2 separate regions of the Mus musculus genome follow, and region 1 is linked to region 2. Evidence: chromatin contacts called from public Hi-C data. All regions are on one chromosome and are shown on one strand. Each heading gives the region's core, a stretch centred on a gene start, on an enhancer-like site or on the middle of the called end of the contact. The rest is flanking DNA. Distances are from core to core; before and after follow the strand shown.

Region 1 (5,077 bases), core at 955-3,454, 38 kb after region 2:
GATAGCCTATGGACACAGGCAACTTTGTATTTTTATGTATCTAATTAAAACTTTAAGCTTTAAAAAGAATTTTTATGATATCATTGAGGGTGGTTAAAATGATTCTGGGCTTTGGCGTGAGATCTACCTGGACCAGCGCATGGATGGAGTAGACTCTGCAAACAGAATACTAGAATTCGCTCACAAATATGGTTTTGTGTCTTCAAATAGCCTTCTATTGAAGGAAATTGAGTTCACTTGAAATGGTTTGGATCAGGGTGTGAATAGCTATGAGGAAGAATGGTGTCTTTGTAAACCCAAACTTAGAAATGCCACAGCTTCAAAGGCTCTCCTGCCTTGTGGTTGCACCAATGCCAGGCAGAGCAGCCCTCAGCCCTCGGTGACCTGCCCATCAGCCCAACAAGTCCTCTCAGGGAGGAATGCCCTCTGTACAGAGTGAAGAGGTTTTTCCCCATGTGTGACCTGATTGTCTTTGGGGAGGGGCTTGGCAGAGCTTGGGGAAGGCAGAACCCTGCCTATAGACACAGGTTAAACCATTCCTCTGGGTCAGTGGTAATGTTATTAACCCCTTCTACCTCCCAAAAGTAAAGAAGTTTAGGAGCTGGCAGTAAACATCCATTTGGCTCTTTAGAACTATGGTAACCTCTCATTGCAGAAGACCTTCCACACCCAGAGGATAAAGATAGCAAAGCCCATGGACTTTCATGCCTTGTGAGCGATTGAGTGCAAGAGAAGCTGGACCAGGCCTGCAGAGCCTCAGCCTGCTGGTCCCCTGGTATTTGTGGCCACACAGGACCATATATTCCAATGATAATCACATTTTATCAGAACCCACTAAGAAGTAGGGAGTGCAGGGACTGGGGCAAGGCTGCAGTAGATGATGTATTTGCTGTGCAAGCACGAAGACCTGGATTTAGATCCCCTGCATCCCAGAAACAGCTGAGCATGAAAACACACATCTGTAATTCCAGTATTGGAGAGGTGGAGACAGGTGGGTCCCTGCAGCTCACTGGCCAGGCAACAGAGCCACATGATGAGCTTTGGGTTCACTGAGAGACACCACCAAAAAAATAGGATGGAGAGCAAATGATGGCGACTCTTGACACTGACCTCTGGCCTCCATATTTATACATGGGGTATACACATGTACCTGCACCTGCATGTGTGTACACACTTTGTGTACACACAAAGCAGGGAGAGCATAACTTATATATACGAGGATTCATCCTATGAAGGTTGGTGCTTAGTTGGATTTGGTTGGCTAGAGTACACCATTTTAGTCTGAGTTGGGCATATGAGGTGACATTTAATACTAGGTAGCATATGTTTCATTTTCAAGAGGAAAGATTTCTGCTTGGGGTGGTAGGAGACCTAGGGTAATAGCAACAGCGACAATCAGGGATGGTAGTATGCGTGCCTGTCAGGTACTCTGTTCCCCCCCCCCCCCCCCGTGGTTCTAAGGAACTTACAAACATGAATGCGTCCCGTCCTTAAGTCCTTAAGAAAGGAGCTTGGGAAGCGTTCTCAGTCTTGGTTCACAGGCGAAGAAGCACAGGTGGCCTGCTGACTTCGACCATTACCAAGCAGCAAGCTGGGACCCGGGCCTGGGAGCTGGCTAGGACTCACCTCTCTCCCATCAGTTGCTCTGGGGCCCGCTGCTGGGACTCCTGAAACCTTCATAATGGAGGATGCTACAGAGTCATAAAATCCCAGGAGTGTTTTGGAAAATGACATAAGGCTATCATTAAGGTTATTGACAGTGGCCATTTGCATTCTTTTTCCATAAAAAGACCACTATACACCCCTTTCCTATAGAGTAGAAGGAGATGGGAGAGAGTCTCGGGTTGAAGAGTGAACTTTCCTATAAAGAAGAGTCACGTCCACTTTGGGGGAGCGTACTCCCCAGATGTTCATTTTGCAAATATGCCTTGGCTGCCCAGTGAGTGTCCCGTGGAGAAGACAGACCTAGTCCCTACCATGGGGAATTTGCATTCCAGTGGCCCAGACAGTCATTTACAAAGTAAACCTAAAAACTAGATAATTGCACACTTGCTGAGAATTTGGAAGGACATGAGCACAGCCTGAGGAAAGAGAAGGAAAGTTGTGGGGCGGGCATCCTGCCAGGAAGGCTTTCCCAGGAGGTGAGGACACAGAGGCGTGGGGCGGGGCAAGGCGGATGTGACTATGCGAGCAGGGAGGGCGGAGTCTGAGGAGGGAGGTCCTGCTGCTGGGGAGTCCTGAAGCTCCAGGTGAAGGGAGGCTTCAGAGGGCTGTCCTGGTGCCAGGCAGCCGGAGGCCAGGAGAAGCTTTGCTTTTGCTGGAGGTCCAAGGGGGAAGTCATGTAGACATTTGAAGCTAGAGCGTGAGCTGATGCTATTATTCTAAATAACTGTGTGCCCTGGGGTTAGGTGGCTGGAAGCCTATTGTAGGAGAGGCCAAGGACTACAGAGATAGGATTAGGGCTGACATTGGGAGACCCCAGAGAACTGAGGACTCCGGAAGGCAGGGAGGCCTTGCACACAACAACTCAAGGAGACAGTGAGCAGACAGCATGAGCAGACAGACAGCAAGCTGACACTCCCTCCCTGAAAGGAAAGGATGGGTTTATCCATCTCTCCCTGCCCCCACATACACACACATGATGCCTGGGCCCCCCCCCCACTGGCAGACCAAGGTTGCCCTCTATCATAGCCCCCCTAGGCTGGCCAGGGCAGTGCAGTATGTAGGAGGAGGGGGAAGGAAGCCCATCTAGTGGGACCAGGTTGTTTCTCGAAGTAAGGTGGACGTATGAGGCGGGCTTCCTGACAGAGAACTCTCTCAGGAGGAGAAGGCACTGCACTTGAGAGAAAGCTGAGGGTGTGCTCTCTTCAGGACTGGCATCCCAGGACCTTGCAACCTCTGTTCTCTCTCTGTCTCTCTGTCTCTGTCTCCCTTCTTCCTCTTCTTCCTCCTCCCCCTCCTTCTCCTGTTCTCCTCTCCTTGTTTTGTTTATTGAGGCAGGGTGTCTCTCTGTAACCCTGGCTGTCCTGGAACTAGCTTTGTAGACCAGGCTGGCCTCAAACTCAGAGATCTACCTGCCTCTGCCCTCCCATCCCCAACCCCCAACCCCCATCCCCATTTCAGTGCTGGGATTAAAGGCATGCATCACCGCCACCCACCTGACCCCTGTATTTTCATCTGTAAAACCAGCCACCGTCCTTCCAGGTGTGTCTGCTGTGAGCCTATTACAGTGTGTTGTTGAATCTAACATAGCTTGTAGTCCCCGAGTCTTTATGCTGTTTTCCGACAGTGGGGCCACTGTCCCTCCCAAGTCATCTCCATCCAGCAGTTTCTAAGCTGGGGAAGGGCAATGGTAGAAGGCAAGGAGTCCCATAGTGGACATCTTACCCAGGGCATCTGTGTCTCAGAGGCTGTCTCATGCCTTGTGAATCTGAGGCTTGATCTTTTCTGTCTTAGCTTCTAAACTCCTGGGTTCCTTTAAATTCCCCTGCCTTTTGAGACCTTATAAAGTTCTCACCAACTGCATGTGCTATCTCTCCTCTCTTCTCCCTATCTGAACGTGGAGAGCATCCTGGGAGGGTATAAGGAGGATGGACTATCTCTCAGCAACCAAGATAAAGGGTGGGTGAGAAAGGCAAATCAGAAAGAATATAGGAAATCCAAATGAATGCAATTACAAGTGAGTGGCTTCAGGAATTACCTTACAGATTGTAACTGAATACCTCTGAAATAAGGCAGAGGGACAGTCCTGTAAACACCCAGTCTCCTGGTCATGATGTGATGGTAAAGACTTCTCCTGCCTTTCACCAAGGACAGAGGTGCCAGGTTCTCACATTCAAGGAGCTGTTCTAAGGGCTGGGCTCCTGAGTGGGCTTTCCAAGTCCTGACATTTCTAGAAAAGTCTGTGAGTGGCAAATTGACCAAGACTGCCTCTACAGGCAGACTGAGGGAGGATGCCCAAAGGCAGCCATTTTACAGTGAAGGAGTCAAGGTGAGGGCTGTCCTGAGAGGACCCTGCATGGGAGCGCCTGCCAGCACTCAACAAGGCAGCTCCACTGTGCTTATGTGTGCAGTTCAGTGCCGCCCTGCTCAGCTCTTCTCATGTTTTTAAAATCTCGTAAGTGCTTTCAGCGAATCACTTGATGCTTTCTATTACCCAGGAGACATCTGGCAGGCTCTTACAAAGTAAAACACACACAGCACACGAGTCAGCATTTCTCCAGGATACATGCACATGCACAGTGGCACAAGGTTTGCAGAGAGATGTCCACAGGAGTTTTATTCATGATGGTTCAAACGTGGAAACGTCTGGATCGGAACCCACCAGGGGACACCAAGCAACTTTCAGGGCATACAAATGAAGAAATACTGCTCAGTGATAAAGAGGAGAAAAACCAAGGACATACACAAAGACATGCCTGGCCTACCAGAGAGCCATGCTGAAAACAGCCCCTCAGGAGAGTGCGTACTGTGTGTTCCCAGTTAGGGGCAAAACTAACCTATCTGGGCAGGGAGCCAGATGGGGTTGGTTGCCTTAGGGTGGCCTGAGGGGAATTAAAAGCAAGGAGAAACCAAAGGGGGGGGATTTTTCTGGGGTCATGGAAATAGTAATATCCATATGGAATTGATATTTATATTTCTTAATTAGGGTAATGGATGAATAAGTATAGACATTTATCAAAAACTACCCAGCTGTTTGATGTATTTTTACTGTGTATATGAATATATTATACCTCAATAGAGTTGGTTCTTATGAAAACTTTACAAGTTTTTATTTTAAAAACTATTCTCAGTGCAGAGGGACTGTTTGTTGGCATTCTTGGGCCAAACATCCATTTGGCAAGGTTTTGAATTTCGTGGATTTGAGGTTTTTGTGCTTTTGCAAGTTGTACCTTCTTGCAATTTCCCACTAACCCTTTAGTAACTCACTGAAATTTTCCATTGATTGACTTAATTGTCAAATAATGAAAATATTCCTTGAACATCAATTTTGTTCAAGGTGATATTGTTTTGAACTCCAGTTGTTTTCACAGGCTGGCTGAGGCCAGCCCCTAAGGAAGCCTGATCACTGCTAACC
Region 2 (5,704 bases), core at 1,566-4,065:
TATATCAGGAACAAAATTCCCAATTTGCAAAGAAGCTCTGAAAAAGCTTCCGTTTCTAGCCATTCTGTCTTTAGTGAGCTGGTCTTGCTCCCCATGACCTGATCTGTCTCTGCATTTCTTTATACCCATAAACGTCCTCCAGCCTCCATCTTCTGAGCCTGAACCTTCTAGGACCCTTTCCTGGGAACCTATGCAATGACTTCTTCAAGGTCTGTGCAGAATCTTCACAAACTTTCCTGCCCCGCACCTCACGACTCTGAATCTTTTACTCTTTCAAATGCCTACATCTTGATGGTACAATCCTTTGGTTTCCACTAGGACCACTGACATTTTGGTCACATAAGTGGTTTTTTGGGGGGGGGTAATGAACAAGAAAACATAGGAGCCCCCTTTATCATTCACCAAACCAATGGCCTATATGTGGAATTAGGGGAGGAGTCTAGAGCTTCTAGCTAGAGAGATGGGGCTTAGCATTGGCAGAGAACAGGATGAGGTATGACTGAAGTGTGGAGCTGAGTTGCTTTAAATCTGCAGAAGACAAGGCTCCTGTGGGTCTCTACAAAGACAACTGAGTCTTAAAAAGCTGTGGGCTTCAGAGTGCATGAAGGCCAAGCAGGGGCAATTGAGAGCTGGGCCCTTAAAAGAGATTTGGAGAGGGCCCAAATCTCCTTCTGAATTCCTGACAGCTTGACCATATTATGATTCTTGCTTGATGCTGTAGTGTTAGAGGGAGAGGAGCAGCAGAAAATAAAAATTGTTTTCTCGAGTCTTCCTGATTTTTTAATGTGAAGAAAGAATGCTTTCGTCAGGAACTCTTCCTGGATCTTTCACCAGGGATAGAGACATCTTTCATTTTTTCACAACATGCGGCTCCTCTTCCTTTAACACCACAGTGGCAGACACTCCTGCCTCCTTTGCACCCCCCCCCTCCCCAGGTCTGGGTAGAAGAGAGGCTTTGAGAAGAGTGACAGGCTCCCTGTGGTAGGTCTGTGCCTTGTCACCAAGCCTCCTAAGCTCAGGTCTGTGGTAGCCACAGGAGAGCTAGCTCCATGCTGTGTGGCTGGTGACATTTCCGGCTGCCAGTGCCCAACCAATCAGTGACAGACTCAGCTAGCCAGGACGATGACACATGAAATATGATAATTTTCTCTAAAGAGTCTGGGAGGGGAGGGGGCTGGTTTTGGCTGGGAGGGTGAGGCAAACAGGGCTAGGTAAGAGAGAGCCAGGCATGGGTTTCAGTGGTCTGCCTGGCAGGACCAGAAGAGGAAATGAGAGCTGGGGCTAGAGCTGGAGGGACCTGTCCTAGAGTGGCCCTAGGCACAGAGTGATGGAGGAGCCTGCTGATGGTCAGGAGCAGGAGGCAGGTAGCATGCCCGGGATGATCCTCTGGGGCTCTTGGCTTGAAATAAGGCTCTTCCTTTCAAGTAAGAGTAAAGTTACTTTTTGTTTTTTCTCAGTGGTACCTCTTTAAAAGCTAAAACAAAACTGGATTAGATGCCATCTGGGTGGCTGAAGTAGTTGGCATGCACAGTTTAGGCTGGGGGTGGTTTATCTCCCTGCACTGTTGTTCAACCTTCATGCTCAACTTTGTTCCAACCTCCCCCCCCCAGACCCCGCCCCCCCCAAAAAAGTTAAAAACAGAACAATGACAGCAATGAAACCTTGCTAACAAAAATGTAAAGAGGAGCCAGATCAGAATAGTCAAATACCAAAGCCCAGGTGGCAGTTTCAATTTCCGATGTAAGTAGAAGAAAACCTGTCCTAGAACGGGAACTGGGGCTGAATCTCAAGGTGGATCAGAAATGGTGCCAGAACCATCCTGTGGGCTGGGAACACCTTTCAGTTCCCTGAGACTTGGGCAGGGCAGGGCAGGGCAGGGCAGGGCAGGGCAGGGCAGGGCGGGGCAGGGCAGGGCGGGGCGGGGCGGGGCGGGGCGGGGCGGGGCGGGGCAGGGCAGGGCAGGGAGGCATGCTCTGGGATTAAGCTGGAGGTGGAGGGTGAGCTTCAGTAGACACTTCACTGCCTTCAGCAGTGACACTCTGGCCCTTCAGGAGCAATAAGGGACCCCAGAGGGGTGACCCCTGTTTTGAAAAGTCTGCCGAGAGTCTGACCTATTAAACATGAATGTTTAGAAGTGTTCATGTGCAGTGCTATTCATCATTGGGAAGCCCATCATGCAACAAACATGTGCTTCGCATATATCCTGTATTTGCATATGTTTCTCCCACCATGTAATGTATTATCCATGTGTGCAGATATATGGATGTCAATGAACATTGTTACTGCCTGCTATTTGCCCTGTGTGGCAATAGGCCTGGTGCTGCCTGCCTTCTTTCAGTATTCCCAGCCATGCTATTCAAGTGATAATTGGTGTACTGTATCTTTAAAAGGTTAAAACCCCTTAAAAAAAAAAAAAAAAAAGGTCTGGACTCCTAGTGGAAAAGACAAGCGGGGCATGGGTTGGCTCTGGATTCAGAAAGCAGCTGCTGATTAGATTCTGTGTCTGCGGGCTGAATTTATTCCGTGTTTCCAGCAGGAATTCAAGAGGGATGCTTCTGTTTGGGTTTCTGATCGTGATTTATATTTATTCAGAGGAATAACAGAGGGTGGATCTGTTCCCGGCGCGAGCATGCTCACCACCAGCCGACTCTCCCATTATCCCCCTGCCTAGTTTGGTGCTCCAGTGTACATGAGTATTCCGTGTGCATATGTGTGTATACAAACACGCATGCACGCCTGGATGGACAGACATACGCACAGGTTATTTCTTAAGAGCAATTCCTTCAATAAGGTCTTTACCCCTTACTTGAAACAGGTGTTTATGAAAAAAAATGCACAATATCCCGACTGACCGGAATAATTGAAGAAGGGTGCTGGATCCGTGGGTCAGAGAACACACAGGACCAGCTTGCTACCCCAAGGCTGAAGGTAGGGGACTCTGGGTTTTTATTCCGCGGATGGATTCCTTGCGCTTTATTTTTCCCTGATTGTGTTTTCTCCCGCGGCCGCCACCGGGAAGTGCCACAGTGCTGGGATTCCATTTTGTCGCTGCCTTTCTCACGCCAGGTGTCTGGGTGGCGGGGCTGGCAGGGTGGCCACAGTGTGCGCGGTGGTCTGCGCGCTCGGCCTGGCTGGGGGAGCGCGAACCTCAAGTGACCCCCGCGCGTCAATCACTCGCAGCCGTGGCTGGGCTGTAACCCTGTGCGCGCCGCGCGCCCCCCGCGATAGCTCGGCTGCGTTGCGCTGCAGACCTGGCTCCTGGGCCAGGCTGCTGCTCTAGGAAGGGTCAGGCCCCAGAGATGTCTATTAAGTGCTTGGTAGAAGGATCATTTTGGTCTGATGCTGGGTGCCAGGACCGAAGGGAGAGATTTTTCTCCCTGCTCGCAATCCTGCCACCCCCTGAAAACGATTCCACGGGGGTGGGTGGGGGGTGAGGGGAGAATCACACCTTGTCAGTCCTCTCCCCAAAGCACACTACACCACACCAAACTGAAGTGGGAGTGGGGGTTGGGGGAATGTCTTGCCCTGTCACTAATAAAGCAGGTGCCCCTTCCTAGATGTCCCACATTTCACCATATTTTAAAATGGGAACACTGCTGGTGACAAACGGCCCCTGGGGAGGTGATGGGCAACCAGACTGGTGGCTGGGACAGAAGTAGTGGAGTAGAGGAACTCAGAGATCTGTATGGACTTCCTTGAAGCTGGCTGGTTTGGTTTATACTGCTTGTCAGGGTCAGGACCCTTTCTGTGGCTTGACCTGCCCTTGAACTTTGGGGACAATGTTTGCACAAGAGCCTGCTGGCTTAGAGGAGTGGTACTGTGGTCCTCTTTGTGCTTTGCATCTCAAAAGTTCTGGCAGCCTTTGGTTTTGCAAGGCGGTAGCCAGGTGCCCCGGAGATATCAGGCATGTTTTGATTTTTTTTTTTTTAACCCAGGCTTGCCTTCTGTTGTTGGGGTGGGGGTGGGGAGTGGAGGGATGGGAGAATGAGAACAAGGCATTTGTTGAACTAACCTCTACAGAAGTGTTCTCCAACCCATGTTTATGTAATTATGTAATCCCAACTAATGATCAGACCCAGTGCCCAAATACTAGCATCAGCCCTCTGCACTCAAGTTGGGTGCTTTTGTTGTTTATAATGTCTTTATGTAATTATGTGTGGGATGACAGCAGGAAGCATGTGGGGACAAGGAAGAATCATTTGAACAATTTGAGGGTCAAGAACACAGGCAAAGAGCAGGATTCTTGCTTGAGGACAGAGGTCTCAGAATTGGGTTGGTGTTGATCTCAAACTTTCCCACTGATTTCTGCCCAGGTGATGCTTGTCTGAACTTTGTGTTGTAATCTCACCCCTCTCTGTTCATGGAGAAGGATATAGCCACCTCTGCGGGGCCCTCAGGTTCCTAACTCAAGAGGATAAAGGACACTGGGTCTAGGGTAGCCACTTAGGTGCCTCCAGAGGAAGGGCCAAAGAAAAGTCTGTCCTGCTCGCTGTGGAGAGTTTTTCTCTGGGGTGGAGCGAGCCCCATGTTGGTGGATCTGCTTGAGTGCAGCCTTGGGAGCTGGATGCCCTTTCCATCCTTGCATTGCAATATTGGAGGTTTTACAAGGTAGGAGGATAGCTGTCCTGTGAGGAGCTCTGCAGGCAGGAGAGTTTAGTTCTCCCTTCCACCCAACTCTGTAAAGTACCCACAGTCCACAGAGCTCTTAATATAGAGACCGAGATCATGTTCCTTATCTGTTCCTCCTGGGGCTGGTGGGCAGGTTTGTTAAACTGGTGACTACATCTGACCTCCTAAGGCTAAAATTATTTTCTGGTCCTCAAGACTCTGGTACAGCAGTTGGCTGGTGGGGGCGGGGGTGATGGGAGCGTTGTTGCTTTAAAGGCTAACTGCTACTGTGCGCTCTGTAGATCAAGATGTACTCAATTGGCACTATTGTCAAGCTGTCTCCGCCCATTGTATTACAGCAGTGGCCACCCTCCTCAGAGTGCAGAAGTGTAAGCTGCTCTTGGACCCCTGCCAAATGAGCCAGGGAGGCATTTAGTGTGTGAAAGGTTCAGGCAAGAGGAGATACATTTAGTCTGAAGTCCTGGCAGATTCCAAGATTCAACTTGATGGAAGATAACATTAAGAAAGCTGTGTGACAACTAGATAGCTTTCAACTTGTCTTTCTTCCTGCTCAGCAAGTTCCTTGGTGTCTTTCAGGGTTTTATTTATTTATTTATTTATTTACTTATTCCCCTAGGCCCTGACAGACCGGTTTCCAGTCTACTACCCAGGGCACATTTTACCACTCCCTAACTGTACCAGGACAGGCAGGGCAGGGAACCTGGCTCCCTGAGCAAGCAGCTCTGCTCTTCGTCTGTAGCACTGGTGGAAGGACTAGAACTTTGAGAAGAGGATGAGATAGATCAGAAAGTACCCTGAGCTCTGCAGCTGGGAGGCATTGTAGGTGCCACCCAGTCTGGACTGCACAGCCGTGAGGTGTAAAGCAGAGAGACAGCCATCACCAGGCTGTGGGTGTGAACTTCACCCTGATTCTATTGTTGGTGCGAATTTCAGACCCTCTTTCAGGACTCAGCATTTAATTTAAAATTCTAAGCGCCTTGCTAAATGCACTTAGAAAATCTGGAGAAATCATTAAAGCTGGGCAAAAGGGTTAGGGAAGTTTTTTTAACCAAACATCAGTAATAATAAATATAAT

Evidence for each region. A called contact is a pair of places that touch in the nucleus more often than the background predicts.
Region 1: a contact with region 2 is called in a Hi-C map of colorectal tumor organoids, with 1.6 times the contacts expected there. The contact joins the enhancer-like site here to the promoter of Hivep3 in region 2. A contact is called at or near these places in 3 of 39 promoter capture datasets (the 3T3-L1 cell line, the HPC-7 cell line and macrophages), 1 of 15 datasets of contacts at CTCF or cohesin (the NIH/3T3 cell line), 8 of 484 Hi-C or Micro-C datasets (brain, cerebellar granule neurons, cerebellum and 3 more), 5 of 115 datasets of contacts at active chromatin or transcription factors (the HPC-7 cell line, bone marrow-derived macrophages, embryonic stem cells and 2 more) and 3 of 9 other capture datasets (adipose tissue, liver and pancreatic islet).

The regions. Positions count from the first base shown.
Region 1 is chr4:119,850,512-119,855,588 of GRCm38.p6, forward strand. The region is part of intron 1 of Hivep3 (human immunodeficiency virus type I enhancer binding protein 3); the gene reads left to right. Among named protein-coding and RNA genes, the nearest start is that of Hivep3, 38 kb to the left of the region's middle. Within about 2 kb of position 2,205, at least 23 of the 459 cell types and tissues checked have an H3K27ac peak or open chromatin away from gene starts, as enhancers often do. A contact at or near this core is called in colorectal tumor organoids, where this site is marked.
Region 2 is chr4:119,811,863-119,817,566 of GRCm38.p6, forward strand. It overlaps Hivep3 (human immunodeficiency virus type I enhancer binding protein 3), which reads left to right and starts at 2,816. Exons shown (of 9, transcript NM_010657.3): 1 at 2,816-2,928.